Linked DNA regions of Capsicum annuum: region 2 is linked to region 1. The links are chromatin contacts, called in public Hi-C maps. All regions are on one chromosome and are shown on one strand. The core of a region is the stretch at or near the end of the contact, and the rest is flanking DNA. Distances in the headings are between cores, read along the strand shown. Region 1 holds the start of LOC107873056 (lipase). Region 2 overlaps LOC107874123 (ISWI chromatin-remodeling complex ATPase CHR11).

Region 1 (5,724 bases), core at 2,972-5,471:
TCCTCTATATAAAACTAGATGGGCAAGGTCCGTACTCAGCACGGGCCCACCATATTAATTTACAAACTGGTTGATTCATGAATGCTTTGTATAGTCATTCGGTAATGAAAAAGTAATCAATTGAGAAACAAATATAAAGCTTACATATCTCTTTACAAACGTATTTTAAAAAAGTAACAAAGTAAAAGCATAAAAGATAACATAATGAAGATGCATTACCACAAATATGCATATTTACAATTAATATTGATGAAAAAAATTGCTAAGCTAATTCTCAAATTTTAAGACATCGCTAATCCATCTATTGGACTCTATGACAGTTCAAATTAGGACTATATCAGAAGCACTACAGGCGACATTATATAATCTGCAATTGCTATTTCAATTTCAGCTTTCTTCAAAATCGGTGGCATTGTTTAAACCATAATCACTCATGTCACATATTTGCTTGTTATCTTTAAACATCTCACAACTTCATCTTTGTACTCTGCATGCCAATTAATTAATGGGTCAAGAGGAAAAAAACAAAACTACATAAGAAATCAAAATCATTAGAGAAACTATAAAAACAGTAAGGATTCTTTAAAAGTCTGCTAGCCTAAATATTGAATTCATCAGCATTTGGAAACTAATTACCTCTTTAAAATTAGTCCTAATTAATTTTAAGTACTAACATTTATCAGCTAAAGGAAAAGGTAAAGAAGAATATTAATCTTCGAACTCTCTTTATCTCCGAAGAAATACAATAGGGAGGAGTTAATTCAAACCTCTCTAATAAAATTAGAAAAACATATAATAAGAATACTCGGACATGCTTAAATTTTCACAAACAAATGAAAAAGGGAAGACAGTTAATAGATTCTACTATCATCATCAAAGGACAGGTAAACATTATTTACTACACAACATGATATGTTCAGTTTAAATTTCAGCACATTACTTAGACAAAAAGCAGAAGAGATATTTAATAAAGTTTCGACATTGCGTCCAACCACTGAGAAATAAAAGTGCATGTTAATCAAAGCACTTGTTGTATCAATGAAACTTGTATATCTAAGAAATAAGAAGAATTGTAGTCTGAAAATAACAATGTTAAACTTTTGAGTTATTGGTGATTAAATTGAATAATCAAGATATTCTTTTTTAAGACAGAGTATTTGACTTAACTCAGGGGAGCTAGAATCAATGAAGTTGGATCTTATAACACGTTCAAAAATCAAATCAGAGCACTGTGAAAGAATAAGAAATTACTTTGAATCAGGTGACAGTAAATGTACCTGAAATCACGTTAATGAATTCTTTGGATGAAACAAATGTTTTGGTAATTTTGGAGCACCCTATCAAAACTGCACAATTTTCTATTATATTGCACTTGTCGGGTTAATTTCTGATATGGTCACTCAACTATTAAATTCTCTTTCTTGCCTTCTTTTTTTCTTACTATTTTTATTACTTAAATTAGTGGATTAAGTTCTGAGACCAAATAAGTTCCTACATAAAAAGTAAACTTTCAGTATTTCCCCAATCTCTTTAGATTTGTTATTAAGTATTAACTCTTCACAGTTCTCATCTTTATTTCTGTTAATAAACATGAATCAAATGTAAATCTGCTTCTAATTTTTCTATTAAGAAGATATAAAGCAGACTTCAAATAACACAAAACCTATTGACAATATCCAGAATCAACGAAAACATCTACAGGTTAAATAAATGAAAGTGATTCAACATTTGATAGTATAACATTCTTAACTTAGCATATATCTAAACGTATCAAAACATCAATTGGGACAATGATACTACCATATTGTCCTTATCAAGTTCAGATCTAGTTCAGAAAAAGTGTCGCAGGCATGTTGTTCCTTTAAACAAATTAGATTGATGTTCAATCAGACCTGTATACTTGTAAGGAGTTGTTTATGTTCGACAAGGGTTGCGGTCAAGGACTCTGCATGACCACTAGTACCACCATCATGTGAACTCTTAAAAAGCCACCCTCTCCATTATTAGCTTTTGCCGATATATATGTATATGTTTTCATGCAACCTGAATTCGTAGTCTATTTAAACTTTATTAGAAAACCAAACATAAGCTAGATGAAGTTAGTACAGTAGAGTTTCAGCTATAAGTTTCTTACCCCTAAACTTATGCTTTCTGTATTTGTGTGCTAACTTTTAAGCAAATATGGTTGTTAAGTCAGCACAAAAGGAGTACATAAATATTCTGTTATTTAGCAGTCACGTTATCAAAAAAAAGTATAAAATACAAAAAAATGAAATTAAGCAATAATAGAACCGCCGTAAAATTTAGATATGTCATAACAATTTCGAGTATAATTCAGGTGATACTTGTCTTTTACCTCAAGCAAGTGATTAAGCGGTATTTGAATACAAAAAGAACTTAAATTCAATTATAACTTGTTAATTTTTTCACTTGTACATTATATTATTATTCTGTCCACGCATTCAATAATGTATTGCAGTAATTAAATTGAACTCACTTTTTTTTTTGTAGAAGATATGTTGAATGAATTTTCCTTAAAAGAGTTGGTCAGTGTGCTCTGTCATGCCTTTTACGGAGAGAAAAAATAGAGTTTTAACAGGACTTATAGAATCAGCATACCAATTGAAGGGATTGCTTATGAACACGTTGTAGGGCATGCGTCCAACACCTCAATACTTCTACTATATCAACAGTAGGATAGCCTCTTTGTTCTTTTGTCATTTTTCTTCTTCTCATTTTTTCAATTTGAAGTCGATTTTGCTATGTATCGCCTGTTCTCTTTGTTCTTTTGCCATTCTTTTTTTCTCATTTCATCAATTTTGGAATCAATTTTTTGCTAGGACATTGAAAAAACTACTAAGAAATTAATGTTTCAGACATATTATCAAACACCACATGTGCATCAATGTGAAAATCATATACCAACATAGCATGCATATTGAATATACAATACGAAAACTATAGTTCAAAATAAATATTTCCAGAAATTTCAAGGAATCAAAATTTGTAAATGAATTGCATGCGTATTTTACCTTTTTAATAACTGTAAAAACTAGGGGTGTACATGGGTCGGGTTGGTTCAATTTTTACTAAAATAAAATCAAACCAATCATGTTTGTTTATTAAAACTATAAACCAAATCAAACCAACAAAAAATTTATTTTTTCGGTTTAGGTTTTAGTCGTTTTTTTTGGATTTTCGATTCTTTCGGTTTTTTCGATTTCTTTTTTGTAATCTTTAGTTTTTATAATTATATTATGATCGAAAACTAGATTAAATATGTTTTCACTCATGTTCTAATGAAAAATCATAATTATGAAAAAATGAGAAGTGGAAAACTCTCTTGAAACTAAAAAGTGAGATGAAGAGTGAAAAATTTAGGTTTTAAGTTTATATTGGATTTTTGATCATTTAATTAGCAATTAATGGACAAATATTACAACTTAAAGACTCAGCTCTAAATATATATCTACACCTACTTTCAAATTATTGACAATTACTAAAACTAGTTGAAAAAGTAGATTATAATTAATTTTTTATGTCGGTTTGATTTGGGTTCGGTTTAACTTTTTTTTTGTTAACACCAAACTAAACCAAGAATGGTTGGTTTTTTTTGTCTAATGCCAAATCAATCAAACCAAATCATAAGTCGAATTTTTTTCTCGATTTGATTTGGTTCGTCGGTTCGGTTTAACTTGACGGTTTAGTCTGTATACTCCTAGTAAAAACTAACCAAATTCTCTAACCATCGACTGTGAAATCTGGTTAAATTGTGGTCACTGATTGAAGTAGACGATGCGACTAACAAATATCTGTGCAAAAACTTCAAGAACCAACAATCACAGATGCTATTGAAGCCCCATTATCAGCAAAATTGGTGAATTAGACGAAGAAATATAAATGAAAACTTACCTGAACTAAAAAATACAGTACATATCTAGACAAATTGAAAAGTAGAGAATAAGATTCATTTGCTCCATTGGGTGGGAAAGAGTGAGAGAAGAAATAGAGGAGAAGGGAAAAGATTTAGGTAATGCTCTGGAGAGAGAAAGTGAAAATATTTCAGTACACGTGTTGGACTTAGTAACGTTTACAGTTTTTCAATGCCCATTAAATGTACAACTTTTGTTCCTTTTCGTACAATTAGTTGGTGCAGTGTTCGTCCTCTGATTATTGGCTTGTATATATGGTTAATAATAATAATAATAATAAAATATACTTAAAAGAGTAAAAAAGAAAAGAAATGTAACAACTAAAAATAAAAATATATTATACTCAAAATTACCCAACGGTAAACTAGAAAACATCTGTGGCTCTATTTACCACCGCATCACGGGCGTTGGCCGAACGCGACAGGGTCCCACAGATTACGTATTAGGAGTATATAAAGTGGGGGAATCGACGGGGGCACGAAACGCACCTATCGCCTACTGGCGTAATAATTCCAGGCCCAATAGTTAGTTGACCCCTTGTTCCTTGTTCTTCCTTCTCCGCTTCAATCTACAGGCTATGGATGGAATAATTATGTTAAAAGGCCTTATATTTGTGTGCTTAATTGCCTCTTCAACTGCTAGAGGTAATTATAAACTGCTTTATACTAATCACATACTTTGATTTGAATTTTGAATTTGCTATAGTTATGGGTGCAGTACATTTTTATCCGACTGTATTTACTATGAGATTATGTATAATTAGAATATATCGAAAAACTTTATCAGTATAATTAGTCAAGCTGAATAGTTGCTACATAAATTGTTAAGCAACTCTCTCTCTTTCTTGATTGTTTCTGGATTAATAGACAATAATTACATACCCAGTATAATCCACACGTGGTGTCTGGGGAGGACAAGATGTATGCGGACCTTACCCATATATTTGCGAGGTAGAGAGGCTGATTCTAATAGACATCTAGCTCACGGCAAGTGTGGATAAATCATGATAGAAAGGAAAATAAAGACAACAAAATAGCAAGATAAACATAACCAATGAAGCAATAGATAATCTGGATTAATATATAAACTCTAATCCAGACCCTCTCAAACAGTTGCTATTAGACCCAAGTTTAATACTGCCCTTCATTGCTCATACCTGGACTGCCTAGCCTGTTAATTGATTGAGTTTTTTCTCTTCTTGGCGTTGGTAATGCATTTTTAACCAAGATGACGTCATTCATGTCTGGGAAAAGAATGGGCTAGGAATGGTTTAGGATATGAGAGGAAGACAAAAATCTAATGAAATTTATGAACCAAGACTGATATTTTCAGTTGAGATAGCATTTTAAACATCCATATATGGATAGTTCAGCTGAGACACTGGGCATGTCTCAAATATTTTGCAAGCTTATTGTTGTGTTGAGTTACCGAGTTGGACAAGGTAATTCCCACTATGTATAAAGAGATAGGTAGTGGTATCAATGGATACTTTGAACTATGCTTATGTGCAAATGGTAATTAAAGCTTCAAGTAAAGCAACCTAGATCCTTGTACAGGCATTGTCTGCTTTGTTATGCACTTTTGGGTGCAAACATAAGTTCTCCATAGACACTTCATATTTTCAAAGTGATAAATGACAACAGATTTATAGATAACTACTTATAGTTAATTTTTTTTTGGCTGTAGAACTTAAAGCGAAGGATCAAGGGTCAATCTACAATCACACTCTTGCCACCATATTGGTGGAATATGCCGCAACGGTGAGTTTTTCTCACATTTTAAATAAGCGAAT
Region 2 (5,324 bases), core at 656-3,155, 330 kb before region 1:
GGTATTGATTATTTTGCATTTATGGCAAAATTAAGTATTGTTCATGTTTTATCATCTATAACTACTAATCTTGATCAGCCTTTACAAGAATATTGCAACGACCTAAAAATTTGATGAAATATGTAAAATTTGTGATTTTGTGCGATTTGATTGTTTTACCCCTCCCTGTAGTTGCATTATGATATTTTTGGAGCATGAAAGTGATTGGCATGATTTTCGATGTATTTTGGTATCATTTATGCAATATTGTGGTTTTTGATGGTTTCGAGAGCCTTATTTTGGACTTATGTGGATATCTTTTGATCCGTGCGGTGGATGGCCAAATGGACTACGCCAGCAGATCCGGAATATCTATTTTAGGCTAGGTAGACCTTTGGTTCGGGTCCCGATGCACCCAAGCTCATTTTGACCTATTGATCGGAAAATTGGAAAATTAAAAATATGGGTGTGGGACCCACATTTGATCAAAATGACCTCGGATAGAAAATTCAACTTTGCCGGCAGATTCAGAATGTCAATTTTAGGATGTTAGCATGTTTGGTACAAAAATCAAACCGATAAAAATGTTATTGATTTATCGTTATTGGGTTAACAATTTTTTAATGATTTTATAAAAAAATTATTGGGTCATTGGTTCGATTTTGATTTTTTTTATTGGGTTATTGGGTAAACTAATAACCCAATAAGATTATACTAAATTATTATTTTACACCCCATATATATATAAATATATAAGTACGATTTTGGTTGCAACTAAGATTCGATTTATTTTCATGTTAGTTACTACTTTTTCTATCTTATGAGTATTTTCATATCAGTTAAATTAAAAATCGAATCATTAAGGACTAAAAGTCGATAAACCAAAAATCGATAAGAAAATATATTAATAGTTTGGTTATTGATTTAGAGTATTTAAAAATCGAAAATCGATAATATAAAAATCGAACTAAATTGATTGATGCACACCCCTAATTTAAGTAGGTAAAATAGAAGCAATTGAAAGAAAATTATTTTTACATATTTTGAAAGTGATGGAGGAAGAGGGATAATAAATAAGAACAGAAAAGAGAGGAGGCTTTAAAGTTTTTGAAAATATTAAATAGAAATGGGGTTTTCTCATTTTTTTCGTTGGAAGGTGCTGATTTGGCAAAAAATCAACTCTATCACGTGCGTGATGGAGTTTGAAATCACACATTTTGCCACGTAGGTTAAAAAGGATCACGCAGGGGCGGAGCCAGCCTTCTGTTCGGGGGTTCGGCTGAACCCCCTTCGATGGAAAAATATACTATTTATACATGATTAAAATTATTTTCTTGTGGTTATAGTAGGTGTTGAACCCCTTTCAACTAAGTTTTCTTTGACTATGGAACCCCCTTAGTTGAAATCCTAAATTTTCTTTGAATATGGAACCCCCTTCGTTGAAATCCTGGCTCTGCCTCTGGGGTCATGCGACGTACTAAAACAACAAGTTCGGGAGGGTACTTAAAACAACTCAAAGTTTAGGTATACCATAAATAAAACATGACAACTTTAGGAAGTACTTGATACTTTTCTCGGTGTTTGAATAGTCTTTCCTTCGTGAATTAATTTTTGTAATTGAGTTAGATTTAAAAGTCATTTCTTTGATTATCATGATATTAAAGGGAAATTCATTTCAATTTAGAATTTAAGATCTATCAGACTATTAGTGGAGAAAAAAAAAGATTCTTATCCCATAATGAAAAAGGACGTGTTATTGTACGGCTTTTCTCGTCTACGATAGTTCACTCTTCTTGTTTTTCTTGTCATTGTTATTATTAGTATTAGACAAGAAATAAAGGAAATGTGGAAGAAAGCTAGCTAGCTAGGTATACAGAGAATCAAGTGGGGTAAGAAAAATCTAGATTAAATTCCCAATTGTAGAAAGAGATCAATCCAATGGGAATTAAGCATATGATCAGTTGGATTGGTTTTATCCAATTGGGATCTTTCTGTGGTCCAATGTAGTACAAATATTCGATCCACATTTCACTCAACTAAGCAGAAATGCAAAGGGAGAATAAGGATATAGAATTTTACAATCACTTACTGATGAGAGCAGTGGGTACTGTTAGTCTGTTAGTGGTTTAACCTAAATCCGAATTAAAGATTGATAATTGAATTTATAAGGCAGAAAAAAAAGCAAGTGAATTATCCTAACAGCATTAGGTAAAAGGGTAATTTGACTGAATGAATTGCTCATTATATCTCCTCAAATTATACCTAATCTCTTTAGATTTTTAGTGAAAAATGGTAGATATAATGTGAAATTAGTCGAGGTGTGTGTAAGTTGATCGACTTTTTTGTCACACATTTGAATCCAAGTCATGTTGATCCGAACTTTAAAAATGCTCCATTGTTTTATACTTACTGATGCAATATGCTCTTGGAATTTGATTACGAGTTTATGTCCTACTAAAGGGTCACAGAACTAAATTTTGGGCAACTCGCTACCCATATATGGCCCTAGTACATCTCCAAAGGTCGGAGTTTTACTTGTTGCTTGCAATAAAGTTTCATGTCTATCTATAAATAATATTCCATCAATTTTAGAAGGCAGCAGATGAAATTTACACAGTCAAAATATGCGTATTTATCTAGTTAAAAAGATATGAGCACATGATATGATTTGTCATTTTATATACGGTCAGGTTAGGAAATTAACTGTGTGGGGGAATGTGCCACATACACGTGAAGTGCTTTCGATGCTCGAATAAGAGGAAAATCGATTGATCGGACATTAATTAGCAGATAAAAATAGATATATACCTCCACCAAGAAAAAGGAAATTACTAAGAGATGCATATTACATACATATTAATTCTATATTCACGCACCTAATTACTTGAGAAAGCAAAGGGAATAAGGAAGAAATCGATGCAACAATTTGTTGTTTTTACTGGTAAACATGCATTGTTGCGGAAAAAAGATGTTGAGGTGGATGTGTGGGTTTACTAGGAGTAATTAGGAGTGCGGATATTTAGGATAAGGTTGGAGTGGCCTCCATGGTGAACACAATGAGGAAAACAAGGTTAAAATGGGTTGGCCATATGAAAAAAATATGTGCATATGTCCGAGCGAGAGCATTGAGGAGAGGTGATTAGATAGAACATGAACTCAAATAGGAAAATGTGGAAGATGCATATTAAAGTAGAAAGTTACTAGAAAGTGAAGTGTTGTTATGCTTTTCAAGGGTTTAGGCTTGTTCGTGTTTGTCTTTATACTAGTCATGTTGTTTATTATATTTCAATTATCACATTATTTTGTTGTTCTGCTTCTTTCTTGCTTCCCTTGTTAGTTGTTATGCTTTCTCCACCATTTTCTTCCTTTACTTTAATTTACTGCACTTAAACCGAGGGTCTTTTAGAAGCAACCTCTCTACCTCCACAAGGTAATGGTAAGGTCTGCACACATTCAACTCACCCCTCCCCAAAACCCTCTCGTGAAATTTCACTGGCTTCTTGTTGTAGTACTGGTAAACATGCATTACACAGCTAGAAAGACGAAGGAAGAACTTTTTAAAAAAAATGTTTCCCTCTCTCTGTGTTTTTGAGCGAGTGTACGATGCTAAGATTTACCGATCAGATTCATGAATAATAAGAAACAATGCCTCTTGAAAAAATTATGAATAGTAACTGTCTAGACAAATAATAAATGTAACAACATGATCATATGCCAAGGAAAGATGCAGTACAATGAGTACAAATAGAAAAGAAAGAGATAAAGAGAGGAAGTTAAGTCTTTACCTTTTTTGGGAGTTCTTTGTTTGGTAGCTTACAGGAATAATAAGCTAAGGAAATATACGAAGGGTGTTTTTAGCACGGAAATATTCTTCCGAAAACTAAATTTTTTCTCATTTATTTTCTAGTGTTTAATGGTAAAGCAAACAAATATTGTTCTTCCAATAGCATTTACATGTACTCCAAGAAACACCGAGGATGCAGGCTTAGGGTGGAGGGCCTGGTGGGTTTGGCGTGGAAAGGAGACAGCAAATTTGAAATGTCAATTATCACTGCCATAATCACCAACCATGTGGTTCCAAACTGGACTACCTACATCAATCCTCACAAAGTATTCTCCACTTCCTTTTCCATACCCGAAACCACAACAACAACAGCATCAATAACATAGCCAATGAAATCCCCCAGGCATACCCGAAACCACAGCCAACAAAAGTTGCCTCTGCCTGGTACACACCTTCAACGCCAGTGATTCTGTGAATGACTAGACACTCTGCTTACATACCTTTTCAAGCAAGCTTCAACAGATTTTTGGCGGAGACAGGCAGATAATCTCCTCTGATTGGCATTTCAATCCTTGTAAATTAATCACCACTTCTATGCTACCAAACCAGTCAGGTACAAGCCAGTTGAAACAAAATATAAATGGTTCAAGAAATGGCAACTGTATATATAGCAGAAAAGCACACATACTGCAAACGTTGCTTCCTAAAAAGTAAAATATAATAAAGTGTATCCCTGACTATCTATGTAGTGGTTATATGAACTCCAGCGGGATTATAAATAACAAATTGTTATGAATATCTGCATTAGAAATGTAGTTACAGCTTAGGAGTTGGGGCAAGCCTGGTGGACTTGCTTTTTGTCGGACTAACAAATTATAAACCAAGTATCTTTCATTTCTCTACCAGTCAGATGGCATCCTGGAAATTTCAATGCCCTTGAGTCAATGATTGCCAGGGCAAGGAGATAGAGCATCAAATGTCGTTCTGAATAAAACACCAGATGATGGGATCACGAAAAAAATAATCTTCCCTTCCACTTTGAGGTCCCAACCAGCCACAGCTAACCTCCTCATCTTTGTACTCATTTCTAATCTCATTTTCTCCTCTTTCCCTGGAGAAAGGAAAGAATGATGGTTATACACAAATATACAACATACCAATGTATTCCCACAAAGTGGGGTCTGGGGAGGGTAAAGTGTAAGCAGTCCATACCACTACCTCAGATGAAGTAGAGTGTGTAAGTACTTACTGGTTATACACAAATACGGAACCCATAAACAGTACTTTAACCGAAAGAAGAATAAATTAAAAGAAATACTTACTGAGCTGAAAATGATGGTTATACACAGATATGGAACTCACAAATATGGAACTCATAAACAGTATTGTAACCAGAGGAAGAATAAATTAAAAGAAATACGTACTGAGCTGACATAGTCATCCATTGACAATTGCTTCCGCTTCTTCAGAGCAGAAGGGCTTTCAGCAGCCTGTCTTGCCAAAGTGCGGTTTGATGGGGTCATGTTCTGTCGAAATAGAAAAATTAGCATCAATCCTATTT

The links. Hi-C and Micro-C count contacts between places; a contact is called where the count stands out from the background.
Region 2: a contact with region 1 is called in a Hi-C map of leaf, with 2.4 times the contacts expected there. The contact joins the enhancer-like site here to the promoter of LOC107873056 in region 1. A contact is called at or near these places in 3 of 5 Hi-C or Micro-C datasets (leaf, pericarp and placenta).

The regions. Positions count from the first base shown.
Region 1 is chr6:164,300,329-164,306,052 of UCD10Xv1.1, reverse strand. It overlaps LOC107873056 (lipase), which reads left to right and starts at 4,221. Exons shown (of 10, transcript XM_016719761.2): 1 at 4,221-4,576; 2 at 5,619-5,692. The coding sequence starts at 4,510. It overlaps LOC124899729 (a long non-coding RNA gene), which reads right to left and starts at 4,162. Exons shown (of 2, transcript XR_007057245.1): 1 at 3,913-4,162; 2 at 198-487.
Region 2 is chr6:164,624,057-164,629,380 of UCD10Xv1.1, reverse strand. It overlaps LOC107874123 (ISWI chromatin-remodeling complex ATPase CHR11), which reads right to left. Exons shown (of 25, transcript XM_047414941.1): 24 at 5,188-5,289; 25 at 4,401-4,874. The coding sequence ends at 4,857. Among protein-coding and RNA genes, the nearest start is that of LOC107874123, 12 kb to the right of the region's middle. Within about 2 kb of position 1,905, at least 5 of the 5 cell types and tissues checked have an H3K27ac peak or open chromatin away from gene starts, as enhancers often do. A contact at or near this core is called in leaf and pericarp, where this site is marked.